Regions from separate parts of the Pan troglodytes genome. Here region 1 is linked to region 2. Evidence: chromatin contacts called from public Hi-C data. All regions are on one chromosome and are shown on one strand. Each heading gives the region's core, a stretch centred on a gene start, on an enhancer-like site or on the middle of the called end of the contact. The rest is flanking DNA. Distances are from core to core; before and after follow the strand shown.

What was found. A called contact is a pair of places that touch in the nucleus more often than the background predicts.
Region 1: a contact with region 2 is called in a Hi-C map of a lymphoblastoid cell line, with 2.5 times the contacts expected there. The contact joins the enhancer-like site here to the promoter of FEM1C in region 2. A contact is called at or near these places in 3 of 7 Hi-C or Micro-C datasets (a lymphoblastoid cell line, lymphocytes and stem cell-derived neural progenitor cells) and 1 of 1 datasets of contacts at active chromatin or transcription factors (stem cell-derived excitatory neurons).

Annotation. Positions count from the first base shown.
Region 1 is chr4:113,288,803-113,294,646 of NHGRI_mPanTro3-v2.0_pri, reverse strand. It overlaps TICAM2 (TIR domain containing adaptor molecule 2), which reads left to right. Exons shown (of 2, transcript NM_001195204.4): 2 at 1,793-4,466. The coding sequence starts at 1,852. The coding sequence ends at 2,559. Among named protein-coding and RNA genes, the nearest start is that of TICAM2, 22 kb to the left of the region's middle. Within about 2 kb of position 3,251, at least 2 of the 24 cell types and tissues checked have an H3K27ac peak or open chromatin away from gene starts, as enhancers often do. A contact at or near this core is called in a lymphoblastoid cell line, where this site is marked.
Region 2 is chr4:113,253,489-113,259,264 of NHGRI_mPanTro3-v2.0_pri, reverse strand. FEM1C (fem-1 homolog C) reads left to right here and starts at 2,476. Exons shown (of 3, transcript XM_001147155.3): 1 at 2,476-2,869; 2 at 3,714-4,447. The coding sequence starts at 3,904.

The DNA.
Region 1 (5,844 bases), core at 2,002-4,501, 35 kb before region 2:
CAATGAAGAGAGTCCAAATTAATTTGGTTTTATTATTTTGGATGGATATATGTCACATTTTAGAGTTATTATGCCTTAGAATACCTCTTGGTAACTAGCACAATATACCATGGAGCGAGAACCTAAAGTACAGACAGAGTGAATGATGGAGTGGTCAGCAGTTTCCTCACTAGTCAGAGGCAGCTGCAAACATTTTTACTCACATACATTGAATGAAATTCTCTATGTTTTTTTCCTTGGTTTTTGTTCCCATGACAGTTTTCACCACTTTTGTTGAACAGTTTCTTCTAAACCTGAATTATGTAGGCATATGTAGCCATGTTACTTATGTTGTTATGAATGTTATAATTTCTTCTTGAGGTATGGCCTTTGCCCATAAAGAACAAGTAAAAATGCTCTGGAATATAGTCTGTGGCTCACATTTGAAAGTATGAAACCTGTATTTATATATTCTAAATGTTCTGTCTTTTAATAAAAGAATTCCCCTTGAAACTGCCTGTCTGAGGGATTTTATTAGGAATATTGCCAACGTTTTCTGAAGACTTATTTCAATTAGATTCACATGGTATACTTTTCTTTCACAGTTGATCTAGTTCTTCCACTCTGAATTTAGAATTTTTTTAAATAAAAGAATGAGTCTAGGCCAGACGCGGTAGCTCATACCTGTAGTCCCAGAGCTTTGAGAGGCTGAGGCGGGAGGATTCCTTGAGCCCAGGAGTTCGAGACCAGCCTGGGCAACATATGAAACCCCATCTCTATCAAAAAAAGAAACCAAAAAAAACCAAAAATTAGCCAGGTGTGGTGGCATGTACCTGTAGTCCCAGCTACTCCAGAAGCTGAGGTGGGAGTATGGCTTGAGCCTGAGAGGCAGAGATTGCAGTGAGTTGAGATCACACCACTGCACTCCATCCTGGGCAACAGAGCCAGACCTTGTCTCAAAAAATAAATAAATAAATGAATAAATAAATAACAACAAAAACAAGAATGAGTCTAGACTATAATCATTCTTTGTTGATTTCACTGGAGAAAGTCTCAAGTCTTTGTTTCTAGAGTTCATTTCCAAACTGAGATGTTAATTTTTCCCTAGGTGAATAAATATATTTTCTTCAGTAGTTACAGGATTCGTTGGAAAAAGATATTTCTTACTTTTCACACACTCTTATTATAATTTATTCTCCATTAGATTCACCATCACCACAATGCCTGACTCCAGACAAACAAAAAAAAGCTCTGAACCAGTGAATCCTGGACATCATTTCACTTGACATTTCAGATCTTCTGTTTATGCTGTCAGTAGAGATGCTGCCAGTCATTGTTAGGATATTTGTGTTCTATTTTGTTTGTGCTTGATACAGAAATATATTTATGCTTAATTGAATATTCAGTTTCTTTATATTTTCCTGTTTCTAGTCTACATGGTAATTTGATAATGGAGAAATTAGATTTAAACTGCATGAAAAGATAAAGTGGTATGGTACCTATCACGAAAATACCAACATAATTTATTTCAATCTGGAGGTTTGTAGTGCTAATATAACACCATTTACATTTTCCAGATGTCTCCTATTATATTAAACTGGACCCTTTATTTAATGTTCCCTTCGCTGCCTGTGATAGCCCTTGTGAAGCTCACAAAAGATTAGTAGTTTAGCTTCCCAATTATCTGTTTGTCATTTATGTATTTGGAGCTGTCTATTATAATCTTTTTGAGCTTTTCAGGTTGAATGAAAGTTTCCATTTTTAATGTTTTGATTAAATTTATAATATTCTTCTGTTTTGTTACTTCTTTTAGATTGAAAAGAAATGCTGAGAAATACATAAAGTTTTCTTCTTCTGCCTTGGATATTTATAATGGGTATCGGGAAGTCTAAAATAAATTCCTGCCCTCTTTCTCTCTCTTGGGGTAAAAGGCACAGTGTGGATACAAGTCCAGGATATCATGAGTCAGATTCCAAGAAGTCTGAAGATCTATCCTTGTGTAATGTTGCTGAGCACAGCAATACAACAGAGGGGCCAACAGGAAAGCAGGAGGGAGCTCAGAGTGTGGAAGAGATGCTTGAAGAAGAAGCTGAAGAAGAGGTGTTCCTCAAATTTGTGATATTGCATGCAGAAGATGACACAGATGAAGCCCTCAGAGTCCAGAATCTGCTACAAGATGACTTTGGTATCAAACCCGGAATAATCTTTGCTGAGATGCCATGTGGCAGACAGCATTTACAGAATTTAGATGATGCTGTAAATGGGTCTGCATGGACAATCTTATTACTGACTGAAAACTTTTTAAGAGATACTTGGTGTAATTTCCAGTTCTATACGTCCCTAATGAACTCCGTTAACAGGCAGCATAAATACAACTCTGTTATACCCATGCGGCCCCTGAACAATCCCCTTCCCCGAGAAAGGACTCCCTTTGCCCTCCAAACCATCAATGCCTTAGAGGAAGAAAGTCGTGGCTTTCCTACACAAGTAGAAAGAATTTTTCAGGAGTCTGTGTATAAGACGCAACAAACTATATGGAAAGAGACAAGAAATATGGTACAAAGACAATTTATTGCCTGAGATGAAACATATAACATGTGGCTGGCTCTTGTTTTGTAAACCAAATGATTAATCTTCACTTGAGAAAGCAGTTTCTAGGAAATGTTTAAATAAAAGAGAGTCTTCGCCTTAAAGAAACCTATGGAGCACAAGAAAGATAAATTTCTGCAGGACAGTCTATAAAATTGTGGTACTTTTTGATGTTTCAGTAAACTTGACATTGTCAGAGTTTCAAGGACTTTTCTTTCACAATTTTCCTAGTTCATGGATATGAAAAAGGAATTCTCAATCCATATTCCTCGTATTGAACCTTGAACAAAAACTTGTATGACAGACATTTTTAAAAATGTGACAACACTTTTATTCTCTGAATTTTGATCTCAAAGGACACAGAAAAAAAATGGCCCCAGGAGATCTGATCACACTTCCTCCTGAGGCACCTCTCATGGATGTTGCAATAAGCATTCGGGTACTATCACCCAGAAATATGAATTGCCAGAATAGAACATTTAGCATGTTGAGCGTTGATGCATATAAAATCAGAAATAGATGTGAGAATGGTGGAACTTTTTAAAAGAACCCAGTCAAATGTATTTTCTGCTGAAATCTGCATATTTGGAGGCATTTCCCACCACCGATTCACAGCCCATTTGATAGTGTGGTAGTTAGGGACTTCGTGGAGTGGTGTTCAGACGTCCCCTGGGGCTTAAAGCTCTTCATATTAGTCATCATTTGTAACTATGGCTTTATTTGCAGAGCTTCTAAAAGGCGTATAACTGTGTGAGTGGCCAGATATTCACTTTTTAAATCAAAAACCTCTCTTATGGAAGCTTTAAAAGTTTCCCTCACACACAATTCTCTTCTCAGGAAGTATTTCTCATTTAGGTCTTCAAAGTAGCCTGACTGTGTGCATGTGTGTGTGTGATAGGTTATTTATAAAGACTTTGGATAGAAGGAGATGTATTTTATTACCTCCTATTCTAGAGCCCCATGCTCCTAACAAGCCAGAGAGGCCCCAAACAGGCTTGTTTCTTTCCTCCACAGCCCTTCTGCCCATCTGAGATTGAGGGAGCATCGTCCACTTGAGATCAGGGATGGAGTGGAGAATGGGTCATGTCATGTAATGAGAAAAGCCCTCTTCAGGATCATGAGACTTGGTTCTAGTCCAATTTCTGCCACTGAGGATGAATGTAACTGTGGGCAAACTATTTACCCTCCTTTATCTGTGAAATGAAAGGGTTGAATTGATGGATCTCTAAAGGCCTTTGTCCTCTATGAGGATGTGAAAAACTAGGGGCCACAAAAGGGAATAAGCAAAAAAGTTTGGATTCGATAAAGTGATATATAATAGTTGCAGAAGGCTTTATATATGCTTATAATGAAAAGATATTTTTTGTATATTGACAGCATAATTTATTTTTAATGCTGTCATTACACTTAAAGTCACAGGGAAAAAATATACATGCTTACTCAGGCTTTCTTAAAAATAAATTTTTATAGAGATCCTTGAGTAAAGACATTTTGCTTAATTTCTTTTTTCTTATTCCCCACTTGTATATCCCCTAACAGTAGCGGGATCTGCACACATCTTTTTTCAGTTACCTCTTCATAGCCATGAACCAAAACGTTCTATGAGGAGCATGCAAGTAAGTCGAGCCTCCTATTCTATGAGTACTTATTAGAGGAGGAGATTGTTTTCATTGCATAGTGACATTTTCTTAGCCTTAACGTTCTGATAGTAGCTTACTACTCACTTCTCTTTTTCAGTTTTCATAATAAGTGTTCATTTTTTTGCCATAATGCTTCCTGTAAAGCCAATTTTATATACTAATAAAACATGAACTGCCCACTCTTCATGCCTGCCAAACTTGGGGCAATTGATGCTAAATGGTATTTTTAAAATAAATGTTTTTATTCTTTACTCTTGACTAAACTTGTTTATTTTCAACTCCAATGAATATTGTGGAAGAGTGTTTTGAAATGAAGCATCGATTTGTACTTCATAGAGCACCAGACACAATGTCTCACCCAATTTGGGGTTCCATATTTTTTTATGATAAAGAAAAATGTTAAGTGCTGAATTATTATATATGTTGAAATTATCAATTGTAACAAAATAGCTAAACTGAGGATGAAAACAGGTAAAGGTGTGGGCTTTGTCATGTGTTTGTGTGTTGTGTACATATGTGCGTGTGCACACACCCATACACACACGTACATATCTAGGTACATACACATATCAGGAAATACGGGAAATTTTGCACTATGCTGGGGAGCTTTCATTTTGAGTACTCTGTGGGCCTTATTGCCCACCCTGGAGCTTTACAGGGGAGAACCCGAGTTGAGCCTCATGTATCAGTTAGGAAAACCCCACGCCACGTGGCCTAAACCATAAGAAAAAAATATTATCTGACTTAACAAGAGGTCCGCCAAGGTACAGTGGCTCAAATATGTCATTAAAATCCCAGTCATATACTGAAATATTATTCAGTTCTAAAAAGGAATGAAATTCTGATACATACTATAACATGGGTGAACCTTGAAAACATTATGCTAAGTAAAATAAGCCAGATACAAAAGGACAAATATTATATGATTCCACTTATGTAAGGTAAATTCACAGAGACAGAAAGAATAGAGGTTACCAGGGGCTGAGGGCAGGGAGGAATATGGAGCTATTGTTTAATGGATACAGAGTTTCTGTTTGGGGTGTTGAAAACGTTCTGGAAATGGGTAATGGTGATGACACACAACATTGCGAAATGTACTTAATACCACTAAATTGTACACTTAAATATGGCTAAAATGATAGATTTTATGTTATATAGATTTTACCACAATACAAGTTGAATATCCCTTATCCAAAATGCTCGGGACCAGAAGTGTTTTGGATTTTGGATTTTCATATTAGAGATGCTCAACTTGTAATTAAAAAAAAAAGAAAAGGTAAAAAAACAAACCCAGGTACTTTCCATCTTTTTGCTCTTCCATTCTCAGTGTTTCAGTTGAGCTCCCTTCCAAAGTGTAGCCTGGCTGCTCCAGTGTCCGACACCGTATACAGACATGACAGTGACCAGCCTAATAAGATGATAGGAGTGGTCCACCCATATGGAAAAAATAATTCATCACTGCATTATTGAACATTGTTGATACCCAGTAATAATAAAGAGCCATCTGACTCCCAGCTGGTTCCATTATTTCAAAATTCTCCCTACCCCTACCCTGAGTGGACATCTCCTAGCCTCCCTGCATCCAAACATCTTCCAACACCATTTCTGAGTCAGACTACCTGGATTTGAATTCCAC
Region 2 (5,776 bases), core at 1,227-3,726:
GTACTCCAGCCTGGGAAACAGAGAAAGACCCTGTCTAAAAAAAAAAAAAAATAGTAGTTGGGTAGTTGGGTCTATAAGGAGTTTTGTCATTATATCAATGTCACTTAATTCTTTGAACTCCTTCTAATCGATATCAGTGATCTTTAGGTCATACTTTGTTCAAAGCAATTATTTGGAAATCATCTGACTTGCAAAAGAATTTGTTACCCAGTCATTAGAAGTATACACTTTCTAATATAGACCAGTGTTTTAAATTTATAAAGAATTGGCAAAGATTGCTGAGCCTTTTATAACCCAGAGCAATGCCTGTAAGATTCTCAAATGTCTTTCCTTTTACAAATTGGGAAACATACAGCTATTGTGAAAGAGTTGGGAAATGAGACACCTTGACCATATTCCTTTACCAGCAGATCAATTTTAGGAAAGAACGTAGGTGTAAATCGAAGATTCAGAAACTGGTAGCCTTTTTTTTTTTTTTTTTTTTTTTTTTTTTGACAGAGTTTCCTTCTGTGGCCCAGGCTGCAGCACAGTGGTGTGATCATGGCTCACTATAGCCTTGATCTCCCCAGCTCAGCTCAGGTGATCCTGCCACCTCAGCCTCCTGCATGCCATGCCTAATTTTTTGTGTGTGTGCGTGTGCGTGCATGTGTGTGTGCGTGTGTGTGGAGTTGGGATTTCACCATGTTGTCCAGGCTGGTCTCGACCTCTTGGGTTCAAGCAATCTGCCTGTCTCAGCCTCCGAAAGTTCTGGGATTCCAGGTGTGAGCCACAGCAGAAATTGGTAGCCTTTAAACTAAGTGTCCATCTATCCCTTAACAATCCCATGGGGGATACAGAGCTCAGTTTGAAGATGGCTGATGTGAATGTTTACATCTTATTGAATTAGATGAGAGAGACAGGTCAGCTCAGGTTAGGCCTTGGTTGGGACACTGTACACTGGTATCTGTACCCTGGGAGAGTATAGAACTGTGACATATGCTGGGGATAAAACAGCCAGTCCTCTTGGTTGGTTAATTTTTATGGATGGTCAATCTTATCCTTTATACTCTATTCTTTTATATTTTCTTCTCAGTGGCAATTACCTTAACTTCAGTTTTGGGAATCTGATGTTGAGTGTAGTCTGATACTGACTACCTAAGGGAAATACTATGCTATACTTAAAAATTATTAAGACTGTAAAAACATAAGAAACGTTTAGAGTATAGAAAGGAAAAGCAAAATATATAGTTGTATGAAAATTATTTCAATTATGCAAAACTACATAAACTTCTGAACAACACTACAATATACAAAAATGAAGTTGTGATTTTTTATAAATGTTTTTAGTGCTGCATGACTTCTAACATAACGTTATGGATTACATATGCTGAGGGTCAGACTGCCTACTGTAATATTCTATTTCTCCTAGTGGTACTAAGGAATTATGTGAGCTTAAGTTCCCTCAAACAAAGTGATTGAAGGTCCATTTTCAAAAATTCTGTTTTCTCATCAGGATTCATTATGGGCGTTATTTCCCAAACACATTTAAACTTTTTCATCCTAGTTTAATGCAACCTAGGTTTTAGCATCACAAATTCCAGAGGTTTATCAACTACTATATGAAGAAGTAATTCTTTTCATTCATATATATAACCTTTTAAGCTTTAGTTCCCGATTTATTACTCAGAGCTCAAGAACCTGACCTCATTGACTTTACATTGCTCTTAGGGTTTACCATTCCTCGTAGCCTTTATGCTTTTTAGAGGCTACTTTAGAAAGAGAGTCAGTTTGACAGCCTCCAAAACTAATCACATTTTCTGAAATTTCAGTTTCCTCCGTGTGTGTTCTGAGGTGTAATTACGAGCTTGGTAATTTCCAGGGCCCACCAAAGTAAGGACAGAAGACTAGTCCGAGAGACTTCACGTGTGTGAGGGTAATACTGGTCCGCACCCAAATTTGAATTTTAGCTCCCATGATTCCCACATATTGTGGGAGAGACCTAGTGGGAGATAATTGAATCAAGAAGGCTGTTTCCCCCATGCTGCTCTGGTGGTAGTGAGTAAGTCTCACGAGAGCTGATTGTTTTATATGGGGTTTCCCTTTTTCCTTGGCTCTGATTTTCCTCTCCTGCCTGCTGCCATGTAAGACGTGCCTTTCCCCTTCTGGCTTGATTGTGAGGCCTCCCCAGCCACGTGGAACTCTGAGTCCATTAAATCTTTTTATCTTTATAAATTACCCAATCTCGGGTATGTCTTTATCAGCAGCGTGAAAACGCACTAATACACTTCCCTTCTGGGGTCTCTGAGATGGGACCGAAAGATTCCCTAAGGGAGCACCCCGAAAATCCGAGAGGAGAAGAGCCAGCGAGATCTCAGAACTCGAGCTGCCTCGGGCCGCTTCGATGGGCACAAATCCGCCCCCTCGCAGCGCCCCGCCCCCCAGCGCGTGCACGCAGGCACGTCCTCCCAGCAGCTCAGGCCCCGCCCCCTCCCCGTCGCCCCACCCCGGCCGCGACGCCCCGCCCCGCGCCTAGGCTGTTGCTGGCCGCGGCCGCCGCCCTCCCCCGGCCCAATGGCGTGGCGGCACAGTCAGTGATGTGACGCTCAGGCTTGTCCGGCCCCCGGCTCGCAGCCCATTACACCATCCGTCGCAGCAGTCGCTGCAGCCGCTGCAGCCCGAGCCGACTGAGGGCGGGAGGCAGCTCGGGTGGCGGGGCGGGGCGAACAGCGAGGCCGGATTCATTCCTGTGGGGCGCGCAGCATGGAGGAGCTGTGCGGCCGCAGGCGGAGCAGGGCGGCCCGGGCGGCGGTGGGGACAACGGTTTCCCTTTGAAGGGGACGGCCAAAGCCCGAGTGACCAGCGGCGGCGGGGAAGACTAGTCCCCGGGCAGGTAGTGGCGGCGGCAGCGGCCTGCCAGGGCTCGGGCCGGGGCCTGAGGTGCCCGCGGAAGGCCTGGGCGGGAAGGAGGGCGCCGGGGGAGCCGAAGGCGGGCAGCGGGCTGGAGGCCACAGCTTGGCCCATCGGGAGGGGGTTGTGGTCGATGGAGGAGATTGGGGAGGGGGCTGCCGTTGTCTGGAACAGGGAGAGGGGAAGGTTGTGTTGGGGCGACTGTGGTTTGAGGAACCTGCGGATCATCCCTTGGCGGGGGGTGGGGGGTGATCGAAATGGGGCGGGCGAAGTTAATGACTAAAAGGCAGGCGGATTTCCTGAGAGCCGTGAGTAGTTTTAAAGGAAAGAGAATCTTTCGGGGCACAGTTTTGGCCTTAGCCGGGGTTTGGTGTGTCCGACCTTTTTGTTCCTTCTCGAAACCCGGCCTCAGTGAGGCCTTCCAGCCTGGCGCCCTTGGCCAGCTCTCCTCCAGTTGCAAGAAAGAGAAACATTTCTGAACCCGAGTCTCCTGCCTCTTTCGGTTGTACTCTCCCTGGGCGTGTGCAAAGCAAAACTAGAACAAAGCTTGGCTGGTTAGAGCTGGAGGCGAGAAAACGGGCTGCCTGTAGTGTTTAAATTTTCCGCACATGGAGGAGACTGCCTGCGACCAGAACATTTGGGTCTCCGTGTATCCTTCTGTATTTTTCTTTACCACCTTTTCTTTGGGGGTGGGGTGGGGTGTGGGATGGAGTAGTGCCTGAAGTATAGCTTTTATTCCTTTCTTCCCACAGAAGTGGAAATTAAGAAGTGTTTTGCCTTCTTCTATAGAAAATTAAATGCTGCTACTTTTTTTTTTCTTTCTCTAGTTTGGTGCCCTGGTTGTCAGATGTTGGAAAGCAATAGGACGGAACATACTCTTCGTGGTTGTGTATCCGTTCTGGGGTGCAGCAACTAACATTGAACTTTGGTTCCTCTGACTCTTGCCTGTGTCGATAGAGTTAAACTGGAGCTCTGCTTTGAAAGATAAATAAAGCACAGCCTCTCAACTGGACATAAATGGATCTAAAGACAGCAGTATTTAACGCAGCTCGGGATGGCAAACTCCGGCTTCTCACCAAATTGTTGGCAAGCAAATCCAAAGAGGAGGTTTCCTCCTTGATCTCTGAAAAAACAAATGGGGCCACGCCACTCTTGATGGCCGCCAGGTATGGGCACCTTGACATGGTGGAATTCCTCCTAGAGCAATGCAGTGCCTCCATAGAAGTTGGGGGCTCCGTCAATTTTGATGGCGAAACCATTGAGGGGGCTCCCCCTTTATGGGCCGCTTCTGCAGCAGGACATCTGAAGGTGGTCCAGTCCTTGTTAAATCATGGAGCATCTGTCAACAACACGACTTTAACCAATTCAACTCCTCTTCGAGCTGCGTGTTTCGATGGCCATTTGGAAATAGTGAAGTACCTTGTAGAACACAAAGCTGATTTGGAAGTGTCAAACCGACATGGGCATACGTGCTTGATGATTTCATGTTACAAAGGACATAAAGAGATTGCTCAGTATTTACTTGAAAAGGGGGCAGATGTTAATAGAAAAAGTGTCAAAGGTGAGTTCAGCTTCTTTGTTTTTCTAAATGTCTAGCACTTATTTTCAGGAAGTTTGATACATAATTATAAGTACTGGTGTTGAGTAAACCATCATTGACAGTCCTGTTTTGATTAGGTAAGTCTTCCAGTATGACTTTGTTGAGTGTTTCTCTGATGTTTGGTAATAGATTGAAAAAGTGTGATAAAAGACTTCTGTTACTCTGTTAAGCAGTATTTTCTCTCTTATTTGGAGTAACTTAAAATTCTTGGGAAATGGGTTCCCCAGAGTTACAGAGCATGTTAGTGGTAGCTGATCTGAGCCTTTAGGCTTATGCTTAATCTACTTGGGAATATGGTTAAATGTAATACATTTTTCTTAGCTTTCTGTTTTTTTTTTTTTTTTTTTTTTTTTTAAGAACAACCTTGGAGTAGAAATTACTATATTTATTGAGTCATGGTCTTGTTTGTTCTAGGCAGTCATTTCACTTTTTCTGTCAGAGAAGGCTAGGCCAAACTGACCTGGAAGGATTAATATCAGTGGAAAGGAGAAAATCTGTTCCCTTATTCTATATTTGTTTGTGGTCAATAGATAATCCTTTTATAAGAACATGCATTAAATATAGCAAGAGAGAAAACACATTTTTAAAACTGCTTCAATACTGAGAGTGAAAAACAAGGACTAGATTAAACAGATGTGGATTTGTTGGCTAGCAACAGTGTAAACACCTTTGTCCAGAAGAAGGGCTCTGGTTTACGATTGTGTATAATTTTTGTTGATTGTAGTAAACTAAAAGCAGCAAAAAGTAGTTTAGAATTTTTTTAACCCTTAAAAGCAACTGCCTTGATAGCATAATTTTGATACTTGAAAACCTTAACTTCCCTTACAGGAATCTATTTATACGACAGCAAAATAATTCACTACCTAATTTTTAAAAGCCATTAAAATTTAAAAGTAGCATATAGACATGTTAAAAAAAATCAAACAGTGTAAATTGGTTTACATTGTTGGTTTACATTTGAATAAAAAGTCTTATTCCTGATTTCTAGATCTCTAATGCGCTGACAACCACTATTTACAGTTTTTTATGTGTCCTTTTAGAGTTGGTCTATGCAAATACAAGCATACTTGTCTATGTACAAGCATACTTGTTTGTGTAGCCCTCCGTCTAGTGGTTGATTACATACTTTTCTATCTTTATTTAGTTTTCTAACCTTGGATGTCATTCAACTCCAACACACATAGCTACCTCATTCTGTTTCATGGCTATACAGTATTTCATTATATGAATGTACATAATTTATCTAGTCTCTATTGGTTGATATTTAGGTCACATCCAGTACTTTGCTAA